Regions from separate parts of the Mus musculus genome. Here region 2 is linked to region 1. A link is a contact called in public promoter capture Hi-C data. All regions are on one chromosome and are shown on one strand. The core of a region is the stretch at or near the end of the contact, and the rest is flanking DNA. Distances in the headings are between cores, read along the strand shown. Region 1 holds the start of Agpat4 (1-acylglycerol-3-phosphate O-acyltransferase 4 (lysophosphatidic acid acyltransferase, delta)). Region 2 overlaps Plg (plasminogen).

Region 1 (6,032 bases), core at 1,933-4,432:
CCACATGCATGTATGTACTGGGTGCCCTCAGAGGCTAGAGGAGGGCTTTAGATCCCTTGCAACTGGTGGACAGTTTTCAACTACAAGCCACGGTACTTCTCACCACTATGATAATGAACTAAAGTCCTGACACTAAGCCATTTTGGGTGCTGAGAATCGACTCTGGAAGAGCAATCAGTGTTCTTGACTGATGAGGCATCTCTCCAGGTCCTGAGCATAAAACTTAAAAAAAAATTATTTTATATATACATTATAAAGGAACTGAAAGTTAATGTTATACACCATTGAATAATTAGCATGTCTGCACTTTGATAGTGACCGCGTACAAGAGGGAGGTGTCACACAAAAGCTCTAGTTGTTCTGGATTTTGGAAACTTTAGGATTTTTAGGTTAGGGATTGTCAGCCTGAATTGTCTTCTTTGCAATAATTCTTGCTGTCATGATGGAAATAGCGCCCCATCCCCCTTAGAGTCTGAAATGAAGGAAGAGACTCTGCTGACCACTCCGCCCTCTTCCCTTTGCCTGTTCTTTGACCAAGGTGGAGCCCCTATCCACTGGAGACCTTGTGTCCATGCAGTATCACGATTGTTTACACGTCTCTTTCCCTTCTGAGATTGAGTGCTACCCCATTTGTTTTTGTGGCTTGGATTCCCAAGAGATATTTGCTGAGCTGAACTGTTAGATTATGACAGAAATGTTTATAACCCTCTGTGAATATAGACACAGGAGGCAGAGTCTAATTGCGACTCTTAAATAAAACGCCTAGAATTCAACCCACCAATACCTTCCCATCCCTCAGATAGGTTTCTAAGATCATGAGCTCTTAGCAATATTGGCTAACAGACAAGGCCTTAGCAATAGTAAGGATCAGAATTGAATCGTAATAATGAAATAAAAACATTAAATATTGAGCTTGGGGCAAGAGCTGCAATTGTCAAATTTTTAATTTCCTGCTGTTTTTACCAAAATCACTCACTGTAACTATAATCAGTGTAATGTAAATTTATGGAAGACTCAGATATTATTGTTATTGTTTGTTTGTTTGTTTGTTTGTTTGTTTGTTTGTTTTTTGAGATGGTTTTTCTGTATAATCCTGGCTGTCCTGGAACTAGTTTGTTTGTTTTTTGAGATGGTTTTTCTGTACAATCCTGGCTGTCCTGGAACTAGCTCTGTAGATCAGGCTGGTCTGAAACTCAGAGATCCATCCACCTGTCTCTGCCTTCTGAGCGCTGAGACTCCAGGCATGTTCCACAACATCCAGCAACAAGTCTCAAATTCTAAAATTAAATTTCCACCCAAAATGCCACTATGAAAAAAAAATTAACTATCTGGAAAGTATTTTTGGAAAACTCATTGATTCCCGTCAACAATAAAATCACAAAATATGGGCTGGTGAGATGGCTCAGCGGTTAAGAGCACTGGCTACTCTTCCAAAGGTCCTGAGTTCAAATCCCAGCAACCACATGGTGGCTCACAACCATCTCTAATGAAATCTGATGCCCTCTTCTGGAGTGTGGAAGACAGCTACAGTGTACTCACATATAATAAATAAATAAATCTTAAAAAAAATAAATAAAATGGTATGGTCAATGTTTAAAAAAAGTCACAAAATATAACTTGAAAAGTTATAAGAGAGAATTTTACTGGGGAGAGGGGGTGCTGAGACCATTTCTCTATGTGGCCAGAGGGGATTGAATGTTCTAGAAGCTAGAGTTAACAAGAACAAGAACTTAAATATTACATTGGATTCCAAGAACAAAAATTCGGAGTAATTTATGTTATGTGTGTGTGTGTGTGTGTGTGTGTGTGTGTGTGTGTATATGCGTGCGCGCGTGTGTACTTATGTGAGTTTATGTGCACCACATTCATGCAGGTGCCCCTGGCCAACATCAGAGAGTGATGGATTCCGTAGAGTTAAAGGCAATTGTGAGCTGCCAGGTGCCTGAAACTGAACCCTGACTTATTCAAGAGCGGTAAGCACTCTTAAACCCGGAGCCACCTCATCTCTCCAGTACTTATAGGAAACTCTTTACTAACAACTTTTATAGCCCTTGCTAGCCGTTCAAGTTAATTTTTACACCCCACAAATGGGCTTTCGGTTTGGATTCTTCCTTATGCCCTCCACCCTCACTCCATTTGGCTTTGCTCCTCTCACATTCTAGATGATCTTCAGGATGTCAAAGTCCAAACCCTTTTCCTGCTTCTTGAGTACCTTCTTCTTGGCTCCTGTCTGCAGGGCAAGCTATTTGCCGTGCTTCTGCAGCCTGGAGGAGGAACTTCTCAGTACTGCTCGCGCTAGAAAGTAGAGCGACCACGGGGCATTCTTTCTGTAAATATGTAAACATCTGCGACAGTGTCTTGAACAGCCCGTATTTGAAGGGCACTTTAGGCACCCAGAGATTGAATTCACCTTTCCAGGAATGTCACAGACCTGGCCTTTGCGCACTTCCAACACCGCCCCCCCCCCGCCCCCTTAAAGTTTCAGGACTCTGTTCGGTTAATCTGCTCAGACCCTTGCTAACTTAACAAGAGTGTAAATGTCATGTGCATGTGTGTGTTGCCTGCTTGTGCGCACTAGCATGAGTAGGCAGTCCTGGCACCCGCTGGCACCCAGCTTTGGAAGGAGAGCATCCATCCACAGGAGCTCCGGGCATCCTAGGTCTGTTGGTCCTAGTCTCGGGAACGCTGGGCGTGATCTTGGAAGGGGCTTCCGGGCTGGCGGAGTGGTGGCCAGGAGAGGTGAGCAAGGCACTAGAGTGCGCGGGCTTCAGCTTTCATCCTGTTTTCCCCCCACCCCCACCCCCAAACGAAATGGCACAGGGGACTTGGGGCGTGGGGGGGGGGGCAATTTCCAGGGCAGGAGGCCGAGGTTTCTCAGGCTGTTTGCACGGGGATGCAACAGGGCTCTTGAGCTGGGCGAGTGGCGGCAGGCCACTGGGATGGCTTTGTTATCCACGCGGGTGACTACTCGATCCCAATCCCCATCTGGCTCCAACAGGAGGCCGAGCTGGACACTTCTTTACACTCATTGGAAGGAGAGGGTGACTCATGTTACACGGGGTCCGAGCTTCCCTCCCAGTAGCTGCTAAGTCGTAGCTTTAAAAGGAAGTGACATGGGTGGGGAGAGACGTCAGCCGAGGACCACCTTTTTTTCCCTTCCCGAAGGGTCCACCCCTTTGGGTGGAGTCTCGCTTTTTCTTTCCAGTGTTGGCTGACTTACAGCTTCTCTAAAGTAGAGGCAGTTTCTGAACCTCAGGCTCCTGCCTCGCAGTTCTGGCTTGTGAGCACCAATGCAAAGAACTGCCCGGAGCGAGGTAGGTGGTGTTGGTACGATTACCAGGCACCTTCTCCTGGGGTGTGGCGTGTGATGATCGGATGCCCTTCTCTGGCAGGGGTCCCTCTGCTCGGCTGGTTTCCTAGTACTTTGGAAGGGATAGGCTCGGAGCGGGATGCTGGTGGGGTTGGAGCGAATGATGCGGGGGTGGGGGTGGGGGCAGAGGGAGGAGCACCGGGGCTCCGCGACCACTGCTTTGTGCCAGATTGTGAGGAGCTTTCTGGGGGCTCTGCGAGCAGCCCTCCCAGGGTGGAAGCATTTTCTTGGCTACCGTGAAGGTGTAGCGATGGCTCCTGTTACATATACGGGCTCTCTTTTCGTGCAACACGTTCTTCTGTCTCTGGTGTTTCTATGACAACCACAAAAATATACTCCACAAAAATACAGTCCCAATCTAAATTGATTTATTTGTATTTCCTTCCTGGGCTTGGCCTGGCTGGGCCTCGCTGGAACGCAACGTGACTCTGTAGATACCCCCTCCTCTCGTTTTCATTTTGGTTTTTCCCTATCGCAGGAGGGCTGGGGGAGGGGAGTTGTCAAGGAAACAGGCATTTGTAATCACCGCTTTATTTACTTAAATTTAAGCTTCTGGGTTCTCCATCATATGTCGGGATTTTTAAAGGGAGTTCTTTTATGTTTTTGAAGCTTTCCAGTATTAAGGGCAGCTTTTAGAAACTTAACTAATTTCTTAAGACATGATATTGAACAAACTAAGAGGGGCAGGGGGATTTAACTCTTTATAGGAGGATACTGCATTGAAATAAAGTGTTGCAAAGTACCTGATAATTCACACTGGTAAATATGTTATCAGCTGTTCAGGCTCACCCACAAGTCTAAACATGTATAAAACGAGTCTTGGCTCTATTCTGAACTTCATTTAGCCACAAATCAAAGTTCAGTTAGCATAAGAAATGCTAACTACCCAGCTGGGTCTCTAGGGTATTGTTCTGTGGTGCTCTCACCTGGATTACCCAGTGTTTACCCTCTAGTCTTTCCAAACCTGGCACGGATCTGCTCATCTGAAGTTATCACTCAGCATCTCCTACTGGGGGGAAAAAGTTATCTCAAGAGGAGGGAAACGTAGTGTGGATGTGTGCATGTGTGTCTCTGTATATCGGGGGTGGGTGGGTAAGGTTCCTTTTGAGAAAAACAATTAAGACTCCCAAGTTAGAGGTATGATATCCTTCTGGTGCAACGTAGGGAGGAAAAAACAAACCTTCAGAAGAAAACTAAGACACGAGAGGAAATTATCACCTACCCAGTAATAAGCAGAGGTGGACAAAACTTGATACAAATAATTCATTGCTTAGAAGGCAGGCCCATTAGTGGTTTTGGGTGCTGCTTATATTCAGTACCTCTGAAGCAAGCCTGATAATGGACCCTCTTCTAATGTGCATGCCCAGTACCAGAATTCCTTCCTTATTGGTACCAATATAGAGTCCTGTATTACTGAGATTATCTGTGGTAAGAATTTAAAAGGCCTCAGGTTACTTTCAGGTTATTAAAGCCCAATCATAGCTTGGAACCCTAGCCTCTTGGCTACGTGGAAGCGGGAAGAACCAGTAGTTTCTAGAATGTTCTTTATCTCACTACTGTTATTTATCTCGGTCTTAAAAACTGACCATAGTTCCAGAGATTTTAAGCATTTCAGATACAAAAGTTCTCTACAAATGGGAGCTAAAGAACAGGGCACAAAATTAGAGGGCTGGGGTTGTTGCTTGGTAGTAGAAAACTTGCCTAACGTCCCTAGAAACCCTCAAAACAAACAAATCTAACTAGAGAAAAAAATGGAGTTAAAGACAAGAGAATTAGGTGAGGGGTACAGAACATTAAAAAAACGTACTCAGAATAATGATTCAACTTTCATTTTGCCAAACTTACTTTAGCATTCTGCCGGACAAGACAATGGACTTATCGTCCGACCTTCCAAAGCATGAGAGTAGTGGGCTTGTCTCAGCATGTCACTCAGAAAGTTTCCAGACCCAAACCCAATGCAAAAAGAAAGTAGTAAATAACCAAACAGACCAGACCCCTCTCAGCTATCCAGAGAAAGAGTGACTTGTTTAACCTGTGGGAGACAGCTGGAGCTGGGTGGAAACAAAGTACCCCAAGGTGACTCAGAAGGCCAGGCTATGTCATGACTTTGACTGTAGCTTGGATGCTCGCGAGGGCAGAGAAGGAGGGAGCCATCTTAGTCATTCCAGTCCTTGCCTTAAATCATGGCTACTCAGAGAGGAGTTGGTTAAGGCCACCCTTTCTGTTCTGCTGTGTTCTGAAGGGAGGTCTGGTGGGCAGGGAAAGAGGCGTGCCTATTTCTGAGTGACTCTTGATTTACTGATGAAGTACATGGCTAAGCCTCGCTTAGTAATATTCTGCCATTTGGAGAACTCAGATGAGTCCAGTTTAGCATTGGAAAACTAGCCTTAGACTCTGAAATTCGGTTTCCAGTGAGTTCTCGAGAAAGCAAGCATTCTGCCAGGGCTGTGGGAAAGAGGGTTTCTGCTTGGGGCCGGTGTGTGTGTGTGTGTGTGTGTGTGTGTGTGTGTGTGTGTGTGTGTGTTAGTTTGTATTTTGTAGTTATTGTGTGTCCACTATGTGTCAGAACAACTCAGTTAAGCAGTTACAGTTTTAAACCACCTTGGGGGAAGGTATTAAGAGATTTCAAAGACTAGCCAATCTGTTTTTCTCTCCTAATGGC
Region 2 (6,032 bases), core at 1,315-3,814, 280 kb after region 1:
CTTAATTTCTAGTCGCATACTTTTTCTTAAAGATATTTGGTTAGTGTTTTTTTTCCTGTATTTTTGTTTTATTAGTTATTGAGAGATAGGTGGTTATATATCCAGCTTTAACTGTAGATTAATCTATTTCCTTTAGGGTTTAACTGTTTGTCTTCTGTATTTTGAAGCTCTGAGGGCAGGTGAATATGTATCTAAGACATTCACCTTTTCCCATGGGCTCTTTCTTAGTTGTGTGCCTTTATGGGAGATGGGTGTTGGTCAGTTGTGTTTACCTAGTGAATCATGTATGTTTCTCAGAAGGGCCTGGATCAAAGGCATGCATAAGGACTTGAAGTGGGAGAGGACTTATACCGACTCTTGCCATGCTTGATGAAGTAACACAAAACACTAGAGACAGAAGCATCTGGCCCCAGGGTCCATCTTTAGAGATGTTCTTGATGAAATGGCCATGTAGACATACAGGTTACCAAACTGAAAGTACTAAGCTGTCCCCAAGTGTAAAATCCTGAGAGGAGTAAGAGAGGACATAGCAGAGAGACCCTGCCTTCATCCTTCCAAAACATCTGTTGGTGCATTCTTAATGGAAAACCATTCATGATCAATTCTTTCCCCTATTCAAGCAACACCCCCGCCCCCACCCAGCCCAACCTACCAATGTCTGAAAGGAAGAGGTGAAAATTACCGAGGGACCGTGTCTGTCACCGTGTCTGGGAAAACCTGTCAGCGCTGGAGTGAGCAAACCCCTCATAGGCACAACAGGACACCAGAAAATTTCCCCTGCAAGTATGTCCCTCCCGTCTCCTTTCTCACCCCTGTGACCGTGGGATGCAGACCCCATTGACTTCATCTTGGTTGTAGTATAACAAAATTCACGAATGAAGATCGATTAGGTCACATGCAAGGAAAGAGACATTCAGCAGTGTTTTACCTGCTACAATCTTTCTCAAAGTGTGCCCCACCGACACCATCAGGGGTTTACTAGAAATGCAAACTCTAGGGCTCTAGAGTTAGTAAGTTTGAGACTCAGGGAAAATCCTCATTGTGCCAGCATACATTGCAGTACCCAACCCAGAACTAAAGACTCATTTTATTCCATCACATGAAGTCATGGAATATATGTATGTACATATATGTATGCATATATATGCATATATATAATATTTACTTATTTATTTTATGTATATGAGTGCTGTATCTGCATGTACCCCTCATGCCAAAAGAGAACACCAGATCACATTATAGATGGTTGTGGAGCCACCATGTGGTTGCTGGGAATTGAACTCAGGACCTCTGGAGGAACAATCGGTGCTCTTAACCACTGAGCCACTTCTAGCCCAAAGAATATATTTTAGTCATTGCTTCTTCTATGCCAGATAACCTGCCATGCCATGTGATGTCTAAGCCCAATTCAAGCTTCCTCTTGGTACCTGTCAATCATTCAGCATGCACGATTCTAGCGTGTTAGACATGTACAGCACTCCTTCTAACAAGCATGTGCACGCCTTGCTCACTGAAAGTCTTTGAAGCGCGAAACCCATACTTCCGTTCTAGAAATCTGGAAGAGAACTACTGCCGGAACCCAGATGGAGAAACTGCTCCCTGGTGCTATACCACTGACAGCCAGCTGAGGTGGGAGTACTGTGAGATTCCATCCTGCGAGTCCTCAGCATCACCAGACCAGTCAGATTCCTCAGGTAAGAGTGGGTCACAAGGGCTCACTGAGCAGCAGCACTATACAAGTTTGTCTCTACTGGCTTCTTTGCCATCTATCAGGGTGTGGTACCTTTGCTTCACTTAATCTTGCTGTGGGTCGGAGTGAGGCTTCTATCATTTCATTTGTAGTATTTCACCTGTTGTTTGCTCCGTAGCACAGGATTCAGCCTTGGTGAGAGATCCCCAAGCTCTTGAAATCTTGACTTTTGTTGTGGTTGGGAAGCTTATAAAAGTCAACTTGCAAACTCTATTAGGGTTCTGTATTCCTACTGTATTGCTTACAGGTCCGACTTTAACTGCAGATTAGTCTGTTTCGTTTGCTTCTGTTTGCTTTCTGTATTGTGAAGCTCTGTTGGTAGGCACGTACCCATTGAAGACCTCTTTATCTTCTCGATGGGATGATGTCTCCTCTGTCATGCCATTGTTTCTGAAAATACTCCTTCTGTCTCGGAAACTCTGAAGTTTATCTTTACTCATTTGAACAGAGACTTTGCAGCTCTGCCTACATTAGTGTTTGTGTGATGAGTCTCATTAGCCTTCTGACCGAGATATTTGCATTAATATCACTGTGCATGCTTGGCTTTAAGTCCATCATTAACGTAGTTATTCTGTCCGTGGTCTCCTTGCCACCATCCATCCTTTTCTTTTGTGTCATGTGGAACCCATTACCCAATTACTTTTAAGCTCACTGGCTGCTCGCTTAACCCTGCCGTCTGCTGATCAGTCTCTTGCAGGAATTCTTCATCTCCGATGCTGTGGGTTTTGCTCCTTGAATTTCTATTTTGTTCTTATTTTTTGAGGTTCCTGTGTCTGAGGATCCACTCACAAACTAACCAAGACTATTTCACAGTCCTAACCAGCTAGAGTCCTACTGTGGTCATCTCTGAGAATAAATGGCCTTTTTCTTATGTCCTAGAGGCAGGACCAGCTCTGCCCCATCCCCAGAAGCTCAAGGCTTTGGTATCCTATGACCAAAGAAAGTCTAGGGAAGTATGCAAGAATGATAGGTCTAGCCCCGTCCTGCCTGGTGCCCTCATTACAGAGCATCCTGGCCTCTTGTTCTCATGAACATCTGGTAGCAATTCATAAAAATAACTTGTACATAATGGCATTTCCAGTTATCAACACTCTGGCCAATCTTATTCATCTTCCAAGGTTTTTTTCAATACGTGGTACAACACTATAAATGGTGTACTTGTTGTGTGTGAGCATACACACACTACACACACATGCACACACACACACACACACACACACACACACACACACACACACACGTACAGAGAGACTGGTTTACTTCATGTGTCGTAAATTAGTGCTCAGGTCTGCCTGTTTCAGATCTTATTGGTCTCAATTTCTTCCGCTTTGATTTCAGTTCCACCAGAGGAGCAAACACCTGTGGTCCAGGAATGCTACCAGAGCGATGGGCAGAGCTATCGGGGTACATCGTCCACTACCATCACAGGGAAGAAGTGCCAGTCCTGGGCAGCTATGTTTCCACACAGGCATTCGAAGACCCCAGAGAACTTCCCAGATGCGTATGTCTTTGATTTTAACCATGAGAGGATTAATAGCTGGTTTAGGTTTCCATGTGCCCCATGCTTTAGGCTAACTCGTGTGGACCAAATTTCTCTGAGATTACTGAGGGCAGAATATGACAGGAACTTGGCTTTTGAGAAATAGGCCTGAACGAGGAGAAGCCATTAACTGGCTCCCTTTCCTGAGAAATTCTGTAGAAGCAAGGGGAATCAGTGGAGGTGGTAAGGTCCCACTGGTGAAATCCCTGTGAGAACAAGTCACCATAAAGCTTAGAACTAATACCACCGCTTCCCTGTGCTAAGGCTGATGCTGGCTCCCATCATTGGGCTGGGTCATTCCACTGCAAATCACTGGAGTGTAGTTTTATGTTTGGCTCACAGGCTAATATTTCTAGTGGCATCTGCATCTCCATTTCTTTCAGTCCTCACCTGGGAAGCCTTACTAGCCAGAAGCACAGTGCTCTCATGGGGTATGAGTTGCCAGAGAGCAAGAGTATTGGGGGCCATTGCAGTAAGACAGTGGAAGGAAGTGAGAGAATTAATTAAGGAGGGAGTGGGGGAGAGAGAAGGGAGGAAGGGAAGGAAGGAAGGAAGGAAGGAAGGAAGGGAAAGGAGAGAAAGAGGGAGGGAGGGAAGGGAATGAAGAGAAGGAGGAAGGGGAAGAAAGAAAGGAAGGAGGAAAGGAAGGAATGAAAGAAGGGATAACAGAAGGAAAGAAGGAAAAAGCAAATTAGGAAGAAAGGAAGGAAAGAAGGGATCAAGGATATGAGAGAGGAAAGAGGAAAGGAAGAAGGAATAAAGGGAGGGACAGAAGGAGAAAGGGAAGGAGAGAGGGGGGAAAAGAACAAACGATAGAAGAAGGGAGGGCCTCATGTTCTAAAATGAAGAACAAGCATCCTGATTCGCAGGCAGATGACCAATGGACACAGACAGTCATAGTGACTGAGTGAATTTACATGTTCAAAGAGCAGCAGGTATACATGAGGTCAACAGACAAGTCATTGGATGTCTGTCCTAGCTACACGCAATCGAACCATAACATTATAAACATCATCAGCAATGCTATAAAAACCAGAGACTATTTGATGAGGCCCACAGACAGCAATTGAGACCTTCCAGTGTCCTGTGTCAGCAGGAGGGGCACAGAAATGGGAACAGTTCAGAAACAAATCCTGTGTTTCTATGCAAACAGCTAAGCAGCTCAATGCCTAAAGAGCATCTTTTCCCAGAATGGTAAAGGAATGCTGTGTATAACACCTCCACTCCAACCCCGCCAACCCAAACCCCAAACCAGCAAATTCAAAGTGTGCACTCCTGACGTATACTTTCTATATCACACTAGACTTGCCATAGCTGTTAGATAGACTTCAGTGCAGAAGTGATAACTAAGGCTGAAATGTGAAACTTCTGGGGGGAGAAAAGAAGAGTATTTCCATAATCCAGGGAAAGGCAAATCTTTTAAGCAAAAATATTTTAAAGACTGATAATTTTTGTTTTTATAAAATGAAAATTTTACAAACGTCACCATTGAGAAAACAGATATGGGAGACTGGAGACTGGGAGAAAAAATATTCTCAATTCATATGTGTGACAGATGCCTCAAGTACAGAGACATAAGCGTTTTCCCCACCCATATTGTAAAAACAGTAGCAGACACAAATAGGTATTTCTCGGGACAGAGACACAAATGGCCAGTAGCCTGAGAAACACTGAGAAAGTCTGGCATTGTAGGCCATCAAAGAACTAAGAATAATAACTACAGGGAGACCCATCAGGCACAGGGTAGATGTGGCTACTCATAAAAAGACAGGAGTAAGGGGTGATTAGGGGCTTGGAGAACGATGTGTAAAGTGGGAAATTTTGGATTTTTTGGAGACTCTGTTGTGTCATATAATGTTTTTCTGAAAACTGTCTTATGAGAGAATGTTTTTGCTGAAGCAGACACATGAGAGGGGACAACTGAGTGCCATACATCATGACACACTTACCTGCATATACATATGCAGGTACACACACACACACACACACACACACACACACACACACACACACACGTATATGCAGGTATACATACACAGAATAATTCATTTATACAAACACAAAAAATAATTCATTAATTAAAACATAATCTAGCCATCAAAATACCTTAGCCGTCTCATGCACTTACTGTAAGTCCAAGGTATTTATAACTGGTAGGTTGTGGGCTGGAGAGATAGCTCAGTGCTTAACAGCACTGGTTGCTTTCTCAGTGGTCCTACATTCAATTCCTAGTAGCTCACACTTGGGTGTGACTGCAGTCCCAGGGGAACCATTCCTCTTCTGGTCTCTATAGGTAAAGCATGCATATAGCACACTGACGTTCAGGCAAACACTAAGACAAATAAAACAAAAATAAACATTAAAAAAAACCCTGATGGCTAAATAATACATACATACTTGCTTAAGTGTAAATACCACAATGACTTTGGAAATCTGCCTATGGCTTCTTGTAAGGTTAGGCAGACATGCGTTTACCCTATAACTCTGCAATTCTATTCCTGAATAGTTACCTAATGAAATAGAATCACTATTCCTCAAAGAAATATATATATTTTTTCGAGACAGGGTTTCTCTGTATAGCCCTGGCTATCCTGGAACTCACTTTATAGACCAGCCTGGCCTCGAACTAAGAAATCTGCCTGCCTCTGCCTCCTGAGTATTGGGACTAAAGGCGTGCGCCACCACACCCGGCTAAAGAAATCTTTAAGAATATGCATAGCGGGGCTAATGAGATGGCTCAGT

Evidence for each region. Promoter capture Hi-C pulls out the DNA fragments that hold promoters and counts their contacts.
Region 2: a contact with region 1 is called in a promoter capture Hi-C map of fetal liver, with 3 times the contacts expected there. The contact joins the enhancer-like site here to the promoter of Agpat4 in region 1. A contact is called at or near these places in 4 of 39 promoter capture datasets (cranial neural crest, fetal liver, neural stem cells and 1 more) and 1 of 484 Hi-C or Micro-C datasets (embryonic stem cells).

Annotation. Positions count from the first base shown.
Region 1 is chr17:12,116,102-12,122,133 of GRCm38.p6, forward strand. Agpat4 (1-acylglycerol-3-phosphate O-acyltransferase 4 (lysophosphatidic acid acyltransferase, delta)) reads left to right here and starts at 3,183. Exons shown (of 9, transcript NM_026644.2): 1 at 3,183-3,314.
Region 2 is chr17:12,395,002-12,401,033 of GRCm38.p6, forward strand. Plg (plasminogen) reads left to right here. Exons shown (of 19, transcript NM_008877.3): 8 at 621-783; 9 at 1,552-1,694; 10 at 3,089-3,251. Among named protein-coding and RNA genes, the nearest start is that of Plg, 19 kb to the left of the region's middle. Within about 2 kb of position 2,565, at least 2 of the 459 cell types and tissues checked have an H3K27ac peak or open chromatin away from gene starts, as enhancers often do.